Regions from separate parts of the Mus musculus genome. Here regions 1 and 2 are each linked to region 3. Evidence: chromatin contacts called from public HiChIP or PLAC-seq data. All regions are on one chromosome and are shown on one strand. Each heading gives the region's core, a stretch centred on a gene start, on an enhancer-like site or on the middle of the called end of the contact. The rest is flanking DNA. Distances are from core to core; before and after follow the strand shown.

Evidence for each region. HiChIP or PLAC-seq counts read pairs in DNA pulled down with a chosen protein or histone mark.
Region 1: a contact with region 3 is called in a CTCF HiChIP or PLAC-seq map of the NIH/3T3 cell line, with 8 read pairs. The contact joins two enhancer-like sites. A contact is called at or near these places in 1 of 15 datasets of contacts at CTCF or cohesin (the NIH/3T3 cell line), 1 of 484 Hi-C or Micro-C datasets (adipose-derived mesenchymal stem cells) and 1 of 115 datasets of contacts at active chromatin or transcription factors (embryonic fibroblasts).
Region 2: a contact with region 3 is called in a CTCF HiChIP or PLAC-seq map of the NIH/3T3 cell line, with 9 read pairs. The contact joins two enhancer-like sites. A contact is called at or near these places in 1 of 39 promoter capture datasets (cranial neural crest), 1 of 15 datasets of contacts at CTCF or cohesin (the NIH/3T3 cell line) and 2 of 9 other capture datasets (embryonic stem cells and embryonic tail).

What each region holds. Positions count from the first base shown.
Region 1 is chr4:64,136,607-64,141,601 of GRCm38.p6, reverse strand. 8030451A03Rik (a long non-coding RNA gene) reads right to left here. Exons shown (of 12, transcript XR_881356.2): 10 at 3,595-3,646. Among named protein-coding and RNA genes, the nearest start is that of Gm31115, 15 kb to the left of the region's middle. Within about 2 kb of position 1,556, at least 7 of the 459 cell types and tissues checked have an H3K27ac peak or open chromatin away from gene starts, as enhancers often do. A contact at or near this core is called in the NIH/3T3 cell line, where this site is marked.
Region 2 is chr4:64,027,198-64,031,727 of GRCm38.p6, reverse strand. The region is part of intron 1 of Tnc (tenascin C); the gene reads left to right. All of the region lies in intron 4 of 8030451A03Rik (a long non-coding RNA gene), which reads right to left. Among named protein-coding and RNA genes, the nearest start is that of Tnc, 17 kb to the left of the region's middle. Within about 2 kb of position 1,932, at least 20 of the 459 cell types and tissues checked have an H3K27ac peak or open chromatin away from gene starts, as enhancers often do. A contact at or near this core is called in the NIH/3T3 cell line, where this site is marked.
Region 3 is chr4:64,436,141-64,440,873 of GRCm38.p6, reverse strand. No RefSeq gene overlaps it. Among named protein-coding and RNA genes, the nearest start is that of Gm23950, 6.2 kb to the left of the region's middle. Within about 2 kb of position 2,458, at least 50 of the 459 cell types and tissues checked have an H3K27ac peak or open chromatin away from gene starts, as enhancers often do. A contact at or near this core is called in the NIH/3T3 cell line, where this site is marked.

The DNA of each region.
Region 1 (4,995 bases), core at 307-2,806, 300 kb after region 3:
GAAAGTGAAAAGGTCCTGAGGCTAGAAAATACTGGGATTTTTAAATACTCATCTTGCAGCATCTGTAAAAGTCCCTACTGAGCCTAAGTGTGAATTCTCCCAGCATAAGGTGAGGAAACTCCCCATTCAAGTGGCAGTCAATCGTATTAGAAACATGCCTGATACTTATTCTATAGTTCCTAGTGTCATTACACTGTGTATTTAGTTCTTACGTGTGCTTTCAATTGTGCTTTCTCTACCAAAGGAACATTGAAGTAACAGTTTTATGATCGATCCCACTGGGAAAGCAAGGGAAGATGAAAGAATTCCCCACCTCCTATCTGGTTTGCATGTGAGCATTGAATGTGGGTGCTGGAGCGATAGTTCAGTGTGTAGAGTACAGCACATGCCATGAAAACAAAAGGACCTGAGTTTGAATACAAGGTACACACATAAAGCCAAGACAGTGGTAGGTGTCTATAGCCCCAGTGCTTCATCACTGAGATGGGAGGCAGAAGAAAAAGAATCCCCAGATGCGCATGGGTCAGCCTAGCTGATCCATACTGTGCATACAACAAAAGGACTCTATCTCAAACAGTTAGAAATGTAGTTGGTACTGCTATTCGTGGTATTATGACAAACAGCTCCCTACATGTAACATATATGTAGAGTGGGGCTGGGGGCAACATTGAATGTGTTATGTTTGGATTAAACAGCTCTCAGACACTCCTGTCCACCTTGTCCTCCTGGTCATGTTCATGCTCCCACATTGAGATTTATCACTGTGCAGTGCCAAGGATGTCATAAAGCCACCATTCTGTCTGTGCACTGATGTAACAAGCAGAGTTTGCTCTTAAAAAGGCTCAACTCAGCCTTTTTTCTGCCTCCCCAGTAACATGAATAGATCTTATTACTCAAGTAGTCACTCAAAGCCCCCTTTTCATCTGGAAATTCCCAAACCCATCCATTTCACCCATCAGTGGGGACCTAATTTTGTGAGAATTGATGTGATGTGACTCTAGTTAGTATCTTTGGACAAATAGGAAATGACAATGAAAAGTAAGGAGAATTACAAATGAAGGAGATTGGGAAGAGTGAGCACTAAGGGGGTATCAGGCCCATTTAGAAGTCACTGTAACCTTGTAAGGTAGACACCTGCACACCCATTCACCATAAGTGATATTAGGTATAAGGAGATTCTAGCACCACTGGAAACCAAACAGCTAGCAAATACCTCTCCTGGGATTCAAACCCATGTGTTGCTTCTCTGTGTCTATCTACCTCAGTTCCCTCAGTTTTTCTCTATAAAAGCAGAGTCATTCAAAAGGCCCCTGATTTCTCTTCATTTTTTCCAACCATTTAGACTGGAAAAATCTAACTGACTGAAAATCGACTGAAATTTTCAGCTGAGCACCCACAGATATCTACTGACACCCAATTCAGCAGTATCTTTTTAAAGAAGTCCTCCCCAAAAGTGCTGGCTTCAAGTTCCTGGCTTCTACTTAAAGTTACTTAACTGGCACCATATAATAGATATAAATAGTGTTGGGTAATCCTCAAGGCTCCGCTGGAATGAAATTGGTGTGGTCTGAGGTTTGGATGACACTATCACAGGAATTGTTGGCACCAACCCACTGTGCTCCCTGTAATAATGGTTTCTTAACAAAAGACGCACATGGCTTTTACTAAAAGAACTTCATTAGTTACTTTGATTAATTCTGTAATTTTCCACGCCATGATTAATTGCAACATGCCTGACTTTCTATTTGGAGTAGGACATCCCTTCAGAGCAGGGACTTTAACTTCCTTTGTCTGTGTTTTCATAACTTGACATGAGAATACTCAATTCCTTTTCACTGAGGAGATATCAGTTATTTGCTGGGAAAATATGCTCCATATGTTAATGACTCGGAGTCACAATCATTCTCAGAACCCCCAGATCTGTGGGTCCATGATTTCAGGAGGACTTAGCTGGTCAGCACTTCTGGTTTCTTCTAAGAGCCCTCACAAGAAAGGAGTTAGACTGGTTCCACTAGCAGCTCATATTTTTTGTGTTACTGTCGATGTGTTTTGCACTCCACCAGTATTTTGTCTGGATTGTGTTCCCATAGCACAACATGGATACAGGAAAGGGTAAGAAACAGAAGTGCAGAGTTGAAAGACAGCTCAGTTAGTGAAGTGCTTGCTTTATGAGTATAAGTACCTGATTTCTATCATAAGACGCTTTAAAAAAAAAAAGGTGGGCATTATGGTGCATATGTTTAATCCCAGCACTTGGAAGGCAGGAACGCATAGAGCTGTGGACCATACCAACTGAGCCAGCCTAGGCTACTTGGTAAGCTCCAGACTACTAAGGTCTCTAAAAACAAGGTCGTCATCACCTGACCCATGATAGTCACAGAAAAAAATTATCCTCTGGTCACTCTACATATACACAAACTATATTCATACACACATGCATACACACAGAGGGGGGTTAGGGAAAAGAATCCTTTACAGACTGCACACGCAGGCATGGAACTGGCTCACTTATCATTTCTGTCACATGGTGTCGGACAAGTCTAAATACAAGGACAGACCAGAGGAAAATCAGGGTTGAACACAATACCTTTGATGAAAGGCATATTCTGCGCTGTTGTACTGGCTATAGAATAAGTAGAAAATTACACCTACCCCCCACACAAACATGCAAAGAAATGTGTGGAATATTAAGGTATATTTTCTTAGCAAAACTAAGTCTTTTTTCATCTCTTCTAACTTGGATGAGGGAGCTAAAAGTCACCAAACACCAAGCATGGTGTGTTCTATTTACTTTCTACAATGAATGTCAAAAACCCAAGGGGACTTCAGAGATTAGTTGATCTTAATGCTTTAGGTTTGCTTCTCCTTGAGTGCCTTGACCTTCTGACCTGATTTTCTTTACACATGCACCTCCACTTTGTTCTGATAGGCTCTACAGAATGATTTGGTGGAAAATGTATGTTTTGAAGTAGATTGATTTTCAAATTCTGATGACTGAATACTAATCAGACGACCTTGAACAATAAAATTTGCAGTTCTGAATTGTTTTCTTCATCTGTACAACTGGAACTGCTAATAGCAAGTGTGTAGGTCTGATGCTATGACTAATGAGATATAACAACGTAAGTGTCAATAAATATGTGTCCCCTTCACATTTCCCTTCCCTTCATTGAAGATATTCTTCCATGATTCTGAGAAGAATGCTTCCTTATCATAGATACACAATGTTTCTCTCAGAAATACTCGAGTCAATGATAAAAACTGAATATACCATTTTTACTTGAATTGGGAGTAAGTTAAGAGAATTTCTCAAAAAAAGAAAAGAAAAAGAAGGAGAAGAAAAGGAAAAAGAAAAGGAAAAAGGAAAAGAAAAAAAATTAGCAAGATGTCAATTTGAACCGGCAATCTGCATTACAACACACCTAAATGAGAATTCATCTCTGATAGCTGATTCATTAAAAACAAATGGTTTTAAAGATCCTGACAGTGGGAACAAGTCTACTTTTGGCTATCCACTTAGTGCCTGTTGTTATAGATTCAGGGGCTTTGCAGCAGAGAGCCAATAATCCCAATGAGTGGTAATGTAGAGCTAACCTTAGCTTGCCTCCTGGGAGTCCTCCAGATGCTGATTTCTTTATTATCGTGTCTGAAATTAAAGAAAAATCACTTCCATTATGTTCGCACTCCCAGTTCTTCATTCCTCAAAAGAAAACTGGCTGACACCAACTTCCCCTCTGTTCTGCTCAGTACTCCATCATCCAGCAGAGCCTCCTCCATGCCCCTGTTGCTCCCCAAGACTTATTGTTTCCCTCTCCCAACGTCCCAGAAGATTCCAGAGTGATTTGTTCATGCTTCAGATAAGCCTGGCCATAAATGATTCTGCCAATATCTATGACAACACTTCTTGCCAAACACAGCACTTGCTTTCTGACAGACCTGCATGTTTCTTGCAGGTCACCTCTTGATGCCATTTGCATTCAGACCAAATTCCCAGGCATCAGTGCCCACCCATCTCCACTAACACTGAATGCATCAATTCCTGTCTGCTCCAGCCAATGATGTCACAGGAAAATAAAAGAACTTGGCTGCATAAGATGATTTTAAGTTCTAACAAGTAAATGTATGCCCAGAGCAAAGATATGGAGCATTATGAAGCTATGGTTAGGATTCTAAATTACTACACAGGGTCATCATGATTCTTCTCATCTAGATTCCACTAATAGCCATGTGGCTTCAAGTAACCCCTTCCCTTCATGGTGTCTTTGCACTTCCTCCTTTGTTAGCCATGCACTTCCTTCCTGTGACTAAGCACAAATATAGGCAAGTTGAATGGAATACTATCTACCTGTGCTCAGAGTTTCAAAGGTTTCAATTCATGGGCATGGTAGGACAGGACAGGCAACTTGCCAGCAGTCAGGAAGCAGAAAGAGACTATCTAAGCCAACATCCTTACACCTCTCTCCTTCTCTAACACCAAGTCCTACAGCTAATAGGGTTGTTCTATCCATGTTTAGAGCAGGTCTTCCAAGCTCAGGTAATCTTGTTTAGGAATTCTCTTTTAAACCAACCCAGAGGTGAGCATCACTACGTTCCTAAGCATTTATTTCTTAATCTAATCAATTTGACAATCTGACAGTCAACATCAGCCATTGCTTATTTGCACAGTGCAAACAGAAACAATATCTACCAGTAAAGATTGTGATGAGCTAGAGAAAATACCCAAGGAGCTAAAGGGATCTACAACCCTATAGGTGGAACAACATTATGAACTAACCAGTACCCCGGAGCTCTTGACTCTAGCTGCATATGTATCAAAAGATGGCCTAGTCGGCCATCACTGGAAAGAGAGGCCCATTGGACTTGCAAAATTTGTATGCCCCAGTACAGGGGAATGCCAGGGCCAAAAAGTGGGAGTGGGTGGGTAGGGGGTTGGGGGACAGGGTGTGGGGGACTTTTGGGATAGCATCGGAAATGTAAATGAAGAAAATATCTAAT
Region 2 (4,530 bases), core at 683-3,182, 410 kb after region 3:
CTCCATCCCTCCCTCCATTATCAGCTCCCTTTCCCTCCCCACCTTCTTCTTCTCCCTTTCCTTCTCCTATGGTCTTTCCTAACCCTGTTCCCTCAGGTGGAATATTCTGATTATCCCACCATATGCTGAAATAAATAACTCTGCTGAGAAGGAATTTAATTCTCTTTCCTTCTTTGAAGATTTGCTTGTTTAGACATAAAATTCTGCCTCCTTCTGATCACGGCCACTGTGATAAAAAATACTCGGAGAAAAACATGAAAGGGTTTATTTTGTTCACAACTTGGGATCCATTATTTTGGGACAGTATAGCACAATGACGTGAAGCAGCTAGTAACTACATTATATTCAACATCAAAAGAATTGGGTGTTGAATTAAGGGATGCATATCTTGTGTTCAAATTACTTTCTTTGTTCTTATATAGTCCAGGATACCATGCCTAGGGAATGGTACCACCCATGATGAGCAGGTCTTTCTGCCTCAATTAACGTAATCAAAACAAGCAAACCCACAAACCACCTCATCTAGACAATTCATTATTGAGGTTTTTCTCCCCCAGGTGACTCAGTTGTGTCAAGTTAACAATCCCAATGTAAAATTCCAAAAGAAAGTTTGAAGTGTCAGGGTCTCTGAAATTTTCTTATGTTCTGACTGATTTCTTGGCTATACATAGTATGAGGCCCAATTTTCCAGGACCCATTGATGTTTAAACTCCCCTGTCTGCTACATCTTGCTTTATCATCCTCTCATTTATTAACATTCTCTCTTGGCCAAGCTGGAGGGGAGCAGGGTGTTCTCTTCCAGCTCTAGAGACCTGCTGGAGATACAGACATTAGTTCACTTGGCTTCAGGCCCTCTCCTCAAGCCCAAAATGGTAAATAAAATCGCCGTGCGCACCCCAGTTTTCCAATTTCATTCTCCCTCTATGACTCCAACAACTTCATTCACATTAATGAAACTGAGTGTTCCCCTGGCGTTTAACTATTACATAAATGTTAATTTCTGAGACCAAGCAATAAATCCTGTTTCAAAAAGAAAAAAAAAACACTCAATAGGACAAAAGGAACCTAAACTTCCACAGAATAAGACAGAGACAGTATCCTTTTTTTCAGATTCAAGTTGTACTGACTAGATAACTTGCTGAACTGTCTCAAGCCTGTGCTTTTGATGGCAGGAAAATATGAACAGTGTTCTCTGATTGCCTAAGCTTGGATCGTGATGAAAAGGCATTTGTAATCGCCAAGAACCAAATAAATATACTGATTTGTCTCACCCTAGGCTCTAGTTGCTTGAGCTCTTCCATCCTGGGGCTTCACCCTTTTATGAAAGACAGGTCCTGGCCAGGTATAGCATCATTTCTATTGTGTAAGGACTGAAAAGAGAGAGGATCAAGGGTTTGTCCGGTGCCAGTACTTACTGCCCCTTGTGTGCCATCAAACCCAACCTGTGACGTACTTCAAACACAAAAGAATCAAGTAAGTTTGGGAAACACACATAAACGATCTTCTTGGAGGTTTCCACAAACACATAAAAGACCCTGGAAAATCTTGAAATAAAGTAAGATACGTAATTTGTTTGGCTTAAAATAACATTGGCTTTAAAAATAGCCTTCTCCAAACATGATTAACTAGGAAATAACTCTTTGCTCAGCATTAATACCTCTCAACATGCCACAGACTACACATTAGGAAATAGCTTCCTGCATTTGTATGGCTAAATTAAGCCTAATTCTGAGTTTAGGCTTATCTTTATCTCTATTTTCTGGCTCTTGTGTAACTTCATAAAGTTGTTTTACACTGTTAATAGGGGTTTTTTTGGGGGGGAGGTGGCAAACTCAAGCTTATTTTGAAGTTAATCCTTTGAACTTAGTCATGCAAACCAGCCTTTGGCTTCACTAAATTGCTGGAAGAAAGCTGAGGGTTAAGAATGCTGCCTCTAACTGATGAGTCAGACCACCTGAATTAAACTCTCCTCTCCTCTTCTAGCTATGTGACCCCAGTTTCCCCATCCTCAGGGAGAGGAAAATAAAGGAAGAAATGTCAGGGATCTTCGAGAAGAAGCAATGAAATAATCCATACAAGGCACAGACAGTACAGATGTTTTCAATCAGGACTGGTTATTATTGTAGCTTTTAGGTGATCCCTTTTTGAGAAAGGAAAAGTAGACACCATGTGTCTGCATGCCTTTTCTAGGCACACTAGTTAATTACTGGAGTGGACTCAGTTTTCCATAGTGTCTGGTTTCTTGCTACCAATCTTAGAGATCCATTTTTATTTCAGAGGTCAGGTCCTATCAAAGTGTATCAAGGCTGGCTGATCTTCATGCCTCCTGGGTTTGGTAACTGCCAGTGTCTCTATCTGGCTGCATCTAAGAGCAAACCTCAGGCCAGCAGAATTCCACTCATTTGAATGCCAAGACTGTTATTTCAGAAAAGGTTTCCGAACACTCTAGTCCCCAAATGCCAAATATTTAGCACATGCATTCACAGTGTCCTGCTCCTGTGTTGCTCTCTATCTATAACCTGTCCCTCCTGAATAAATAGCTCTAATTCTTTAACCTTGGCTCAATCGTTTGAGACCTAGGAAAGAGCCAACTGCATTTCTTAAAATTCTGATGGAAATTCAAAATAGAGGAGGCTATTGTTCCAGGAGAAATGAATTCAAATTTGTTTTTGAAATGATTTTCAAGAATTTCATAGGAATCTATAGTGTTGCCATTTGGTCAAACCCACTTTTTATTTTTTCTTTTATGTCTAGGCAAGGAGCAGAAGAGGGAAAACTACTGCTCTGCAGAAATTTTATTTCAAAAATTGAAACCAGACCATCAGGAGGTAGCTTGTGGTCTGAATGTATCAATGGGCCTAGTCATTTTTCATCAGAGCTGCTCTTAGGTATACTAAACCACAAATATGAATCTCATTATTGTGTCTAGATGGAAATATTTTATGGATTAAAATTTGGGGACTTAATTTGGTTAGCAATGAAACTTCTGTTCAAGAAGAGGGAGGAGGGGAGCCACAAAATACCATTCATCCAAACACCTGAAAGGAAAAAAAATCAATATAATATCTGGATCCCTTTGTATTTAATATTAGCCATTTTGCTTGTGTTTAAGTGGAAGGCTAAATTTGGTTTGACAGAACTATTGCCAAATTGCAACAGGTCGTTACAACCAAGAACATTCTAAAACTTTGGTTGGTTGTATCTTAGGTACAGTTTTTAGTGTTGGGTATACACCTCGATACCACACATAACTTGCCTTCCACATATAACATGAAACCCAAATCCCTATATAGTCTATAGTCTAACTATGCATAACTAAATCAACCTAGCATAAGTATAAAATAGAACTGAAACATTTCTAGACATCAAAAGGCAATTCAAAAGACAGAAAGGAAAATAACTAACTTCCAATAATGGATGGCATTTTAGTTTCACTGGGAGGACAGATTAAGCCTGTCCATTCAAGTGGAGCAAATGGGCTTTCAAGACACCAAGACCTCTCTCCAATAATAAGTCAGATTCTGCAGCATCTCAGAGGTACCCAACAGCTTGCTTCACTCCACAGCAGCACCATCAGGTTCTGATCAAACAGAACAGATAGACTCCCCTTCAGCCTGCTGTTTGAAGGTCAGATAGGCAGAGCAGCAACTGCTCTCAAATGCTAACTCCTTTCATTGACTTCCAGTGCAAAGGGCAGTGAATGATCATGGACTCAGAGGGACTTGGGTTCACATCCTTACTCCTTAGTGACACTTCAATTTGCACATATGACATAATAATTATATGTCTCAGTTTCTTTATCTTCAAAATGAAGATAAAAAACTTTATCTCGCAACTTGGAAAGAATTTGAAATCATGTGTTTAAAATTCTTAGCACAAGCTCTAGAAAAATACAAGCAATGAATCACTCAGTATCTTCTTCACTTCTATTATCATTGTTGGTATCCTTCTCCTTGAACTCTCAAGAACTCTTCAACCAGTATTTGGTTCCCCTGGGCCTTTCCTCCTTCAGTAATACCTCGGTGAGCTCCTTGGCCAAGAGTACTACTTCCATTCCTTAACTCTTTCACTGAGGCTGGCACTGCTACTACTCTTGTGCATGTATAATCTCCACATGCATTTCCATAATGACCTCTGGGAAAAGGACACAGCTCTTCACTCAGTCGCTCCTCCCCAGTGTCCTTCACACTGTGAAGCCCACAGTGAGTAAGAAGCAATTATCTCTGGAAAGAATTTCAGCATTCCTCCCCCTTTCTGTTGGGATAGAACCATGTAACATGCTCTAGTTTGTAGTGGCACTTGAGAGTAGGTTGAAAAACAGTTACGTTTTGGACTGTCTAGGAGGTAGTTTTAAGTTTTATTACTGTAGAGTTCACATTTGTTTTGGCTACTGTTGTATCATTCATACTTAACTAGAGGCTTGACACACGGTAGGTATTTAATAAGGATGGATGGATGGATGGATGGATGGATGGATGGATAAAAGAAAGGAGGATGAATGGAGGCCAGGTAGATGAATGGATGGATGGA
Region 3 (4,733 bases), core at 1,209-3,708:
AATGTCCATGTCAATTCAAACTTATTCTGGGTTCCACACAAATTCTACACCAACTTTCCCTTCTAATCCCCTCTATCCAATTCTCAGAAGAGTCCTCATGTAGCAACAGTTGCTTCAGCCATCAATGTCAACATCTGCTTTTTAATCACACCCAGCTGTAATGAACAAGACAGAGAAAGATTCAAGGAAAGACAGTGCAAGGCCCTGCGCTCACATCCCGTCTCGTCTCTATGATTCAAATGTTTTAGCATCAAAAGTTCCATGAGTTTCCTCACTTGTCAGAGGTAAGCAAGGCGTTGTCAGTAAATACCAACCATTTGAAAAGAGTTTATCTTGGTTCTTATGAGAACACTATTTGACTTGCTCAAGAAAAATGAGAGAGAGTCACTTCCTCCACCAGTCTCATCACTAAAAATGTTTGAACTTCCTGGATTATGTGACTATGCAAAGAAAGATCCAAAACTATTTATAAGGGTACTTATTCAGGATCTTCTGTCTATACGGGGGCCTCTTGGCACACCAAGAGTAAGATTTTCTAGTACTTAATACACAATTTCCCAGAATGACTTCTGAGAATAGCACCACATGCTATGCTAGAAGATATATTAAGGAAAAATAAATGTGCTAAATGTATTTTGGAAACATTATGTTGAATCAGTTATAACCTACAATGTGTCACTTCTTAGCCAAATAAGACCTTTATGAAGATGATATGGGTATAATTGTCCCCGGGAAGAAATCATGTGGTGTATCTGACCACTAAATTGGTTTTCTATTGAGCCTTTAGAACTACTGTTACTGGAATACATTAAATATACAAAGAACAATGAATATCAAACAAATGAGAGAAAAACCAAACAACTCTCTAATAGAGAGCAGCTACCCTTGTTCTCACTCTCAGCAACGTGTGTAATCCTCTCTCTCTCTCTCTCTCTCTCTCTCTCTCTCTCTCTCTTTCTCTCTCTCTCTCTCTCTCTCTCTCTCTCTCTCTCTCTCTCTCACACACACACACACACACACACACACATACACTTTTCTTCATGTTTTATTTTCATTTGATTTGATTTGTTTCCTGGTCATTTATTTTTAAGTCATTATCTGCCAACTTCATTCTTTTCTAAGGGCTTCATTTTTAATATTGTTTCCAGGTGTTGTTTTGAGGTAGGAAGGTCTAGGTCATCAAATTCAAATAAATATGAAATTACTTCTCTGCCTTGAGACCAAGTTACAGGGAAAATTCTCTGCTTCAAGTCCATTTCAGTCACTCTTTAGTGTAAAACTCAGCTCTCAAAGTTGTTGTAAGGCTGGAAATTAAAGTCTCAGTCATTTGGGATTCTATCTGAAGTAAAGTAGATCCTCGTTAAAGTCCCATTTTAAAATACTGTTCTTGATATAGTAACACTAATATTTGCAATAGAAACATAACCACATAGCTTTAAGATAACATACATACATACATACATACATACATACATACATACATACATGTTAAGCAATTTATCAGTTCTACTTTAAGTTATGAGGCACAATCAGAAGCATTTATACTGTTATCTGTCTTAACAAAAGAGAAAGGGGACACACACATATACATACACACACACACACACACTGACAGAGAGAGAGAGAGAGAGAGAGAGAGAGAGAGAGAGAGAGAGAGCACGATATTGATTGTTGTAGTTTAATCCCGAGTCCTCCTTGTGAGGGGCAGTGTATACTGACTCCCTTAAGAAGCCAAAGTATCCCCTTCCTAATTCGTATATCCTGTACTTCTATGATCATTAACTCAGACACTATGATCTGAACCCAAGAAGAGACACATCACAGTGTCAAAACATAGATATGGTATTCAGGCCAACTCTCACCAGCCAGCGAGTTTGAACATTCTAGCCTTATTTAGAATTAACCAAAACTCAAACTATGATGACTGGAAGAGTTGGGATGTGACCTAAGAGTCATGGGCCACTAGACAATTAAGCTGGAAGCCTGAAGTGACCCTCTTGGAAGCTGCAATATGTGTACCTTCTGAACTGATTCCAACACACATCTAACTGCTGTGCTGCTGGAATTTAAAATCCCCTGTCTCCAATTTCTACCACTTTAGAAAGAAAGACAGAAAAATAAAGGCAAGGTCCCTTTGGCCAACACCAATTTGCCACTCAGAGATCTGTTCAAGACTAACAAGGTAAAAACCATAAATGTCATTAAAATTTCTCAGAACACTGAAGTACTTGAAGGACTGTTTCACTCGGTTCCTGTCAAGATTTGATAGCCAGGGGATTGCAATTAAAACTTCAAGTGCCTTGATGCATGATTCTCCATGATTCTATAAGTAACAGTAATTCACACAAATACAAGTAGAAACGGAACAAAAATGAACTAACACCCTCCATCTCTGGGTGTCTGCCCCGAGCCCTGGTAAGCGAGTCACTACACTGAGCTGATAAACTGAGTGACTCAGACGATAAAACGAGGGAAATGTTTTCTAAACGGTGAAGTGCTGCATATGTGTGGTTATTGTGTATGACTGACTGTGATCTGGAAGATTTCAGAGACTTGAGCCAAGAAGGCAGCCAAGGGCCTTCCTTCTGGCCCCTGCCTCTCCCATTTTCACATTCTCACATTGGGGCTCAGACTGGAGGGAACGTGCCCCAGAGATTGGTGGTTTCCATCAGAACACACGCTCCATGTTGCGCAGAGGGATTCCCAGCCTCAGCACATGTTGGCTCCAACTCTGGAATGCCCCGGTTCTCCTCCCCCCTGCCCCCCAAATTGCTATCAGGCTCCACGGGACAGCTTCGTGCAATGTGTTGTTTTGTCCCTGCTGTTGCTACAGCAATTCAAACAAGATTCCTGTTTCCAGTTCTCGGAAATAGAGGCATCTGCATGCAATTTGGAAAGCCCTTGTCAGGGTCCTCTTTTATTGTTTTGATTGGCTCTCCCTGATGTGTAAGCAGAAGCCCCAAAGAAGTTCAAAAGGAAAAGACCCCTCTAGGCAAACAAGTGCTTCCCATAAGGGCAGACTGTTTATGCATTGCCATCCCCTATGGAATGAAGAACTTGAATTTGAGAATAACAAAGTCATCCCCTCCAGCCCAAGAGGGAGAGTGCTTAAATCAGCAGCCTGTTTGAACCTCCAGATTCTGGGCCTTACTGCCACTCACAGGGAACAAGAAGGGACAAGCCTCTCAAAGAAGTGGGCTTTAAGTCCCTAGCTTGAGACTCTGGGTTCTCCTTTCACTATTCAAAGTGAAAATTTCTGTGCTTTAGCTCTTTTATCTTCCAAGAGAATAGGGGTGGATATTCATGGTCTCTTTTAAGCATAAAATAATTCTATGTATTCAGCAGATCCAGGGCAGTTTTTCCTGAGGCCTGTGAGCCCCAGGCATCAGGGGACATGCACTATGCTCTTTATCAGTTTGAGATACCTGTTTACAGAACTCATGCTATCCTGTGGGGTAACTATGATGGCTCCTGCTACAAACAAACCGTTTCCTTTGAACAATTACTCTCTTCATTTTAATATGACGCTACTAGTGGTGACAAGCAAAGCTGATTGCATCACTGCTAAAATGGAGGGAAAGCTATAGGTTATAGTAGCTTATAACCAGAATTGCTTAGATAGCCCATTCCTTTGTTGTTGTTGTTGTTGTTGTTGTTGTTGTTGTTGTTGTTGTTGTTTTCTGAGACAGGGTTTCTCTGTATAGCCCTGGCTGTCCTGAAACTCACTCTATAGACCAGGCTAGCCTCGAACTAAGAAATCTGCCTGCCTCTGCCTCCTGAGTGCTGGGATTAAAGGCATGCACCACCATGCCTGGCATGGTAACCCATTCCTAAATAGGTACATATTATCACAGTTATTACTTAATGCTTACAACTTAGAGGGGTTAATATATTAGTTTCTTATTGCTACTATAACAAGTGAGCAGACCTTATTAGCTTTAAATTTTTAAAATGATCTTATGGTTCAGGCACTTAGACATTAAAAATGGGTTTTACTGAGCTGAGGCTGCTGTGCTTGCAGGCACTGTTCTCCTCTGGGTATCTGTATGAGGGATCTCTTTTTCCCCTTTTCCCCTTCTGTGGGCAATCCATATTCCTTGGCTTGTGACATTTTCCTCCCCTTTAGTCCCAGGAACATGAACACATATTCAGATGATTTTTCTCTCCCTTAGTTCTCCTATCCTCTTCCTCTGGCTATCCCACATCTTCTTTCCTCCTCAATCTCCCTCCTCTTTCCCTTTCCCCTACTCCTCCCTCCTCCTCATTCTTTTCTACCCCAGCATCCTTCTCTACCCTCCATCCCCTTCCTCCCTCTCTATCCTCAGGCCCTACAACCATGTTTCATTAGGATTTGGACACTCGTACTCATCTGAAAACTCTTTTGTACCTCAATTGCTAAGGATCTCTTAGATCATAACACTCTTACCAGGATTATCTCCCACTAACCTGATCAATGTGATCACAATTGCAAAGTGCCCCTCATCATGGAAGACTCACTTTACTCAGGCTTCAAGCCTGACGACATGGATGAGTCCTCTTTAAGTGAACTTAATTACCTCAGCACAGTTACCAACACAGAATGACCTTAGCTGGGACCATTCCAGTGGCCTTTTTACTGACCATTTATCCACCTCAGCAGCTGGCAGCTTCTGGGGTCTAATTATCCTGAATTTCTACTGAGATGACCTACAAGATATATCTACTACCTCTTCAGCCAGAAGAGTGTGAGCCTG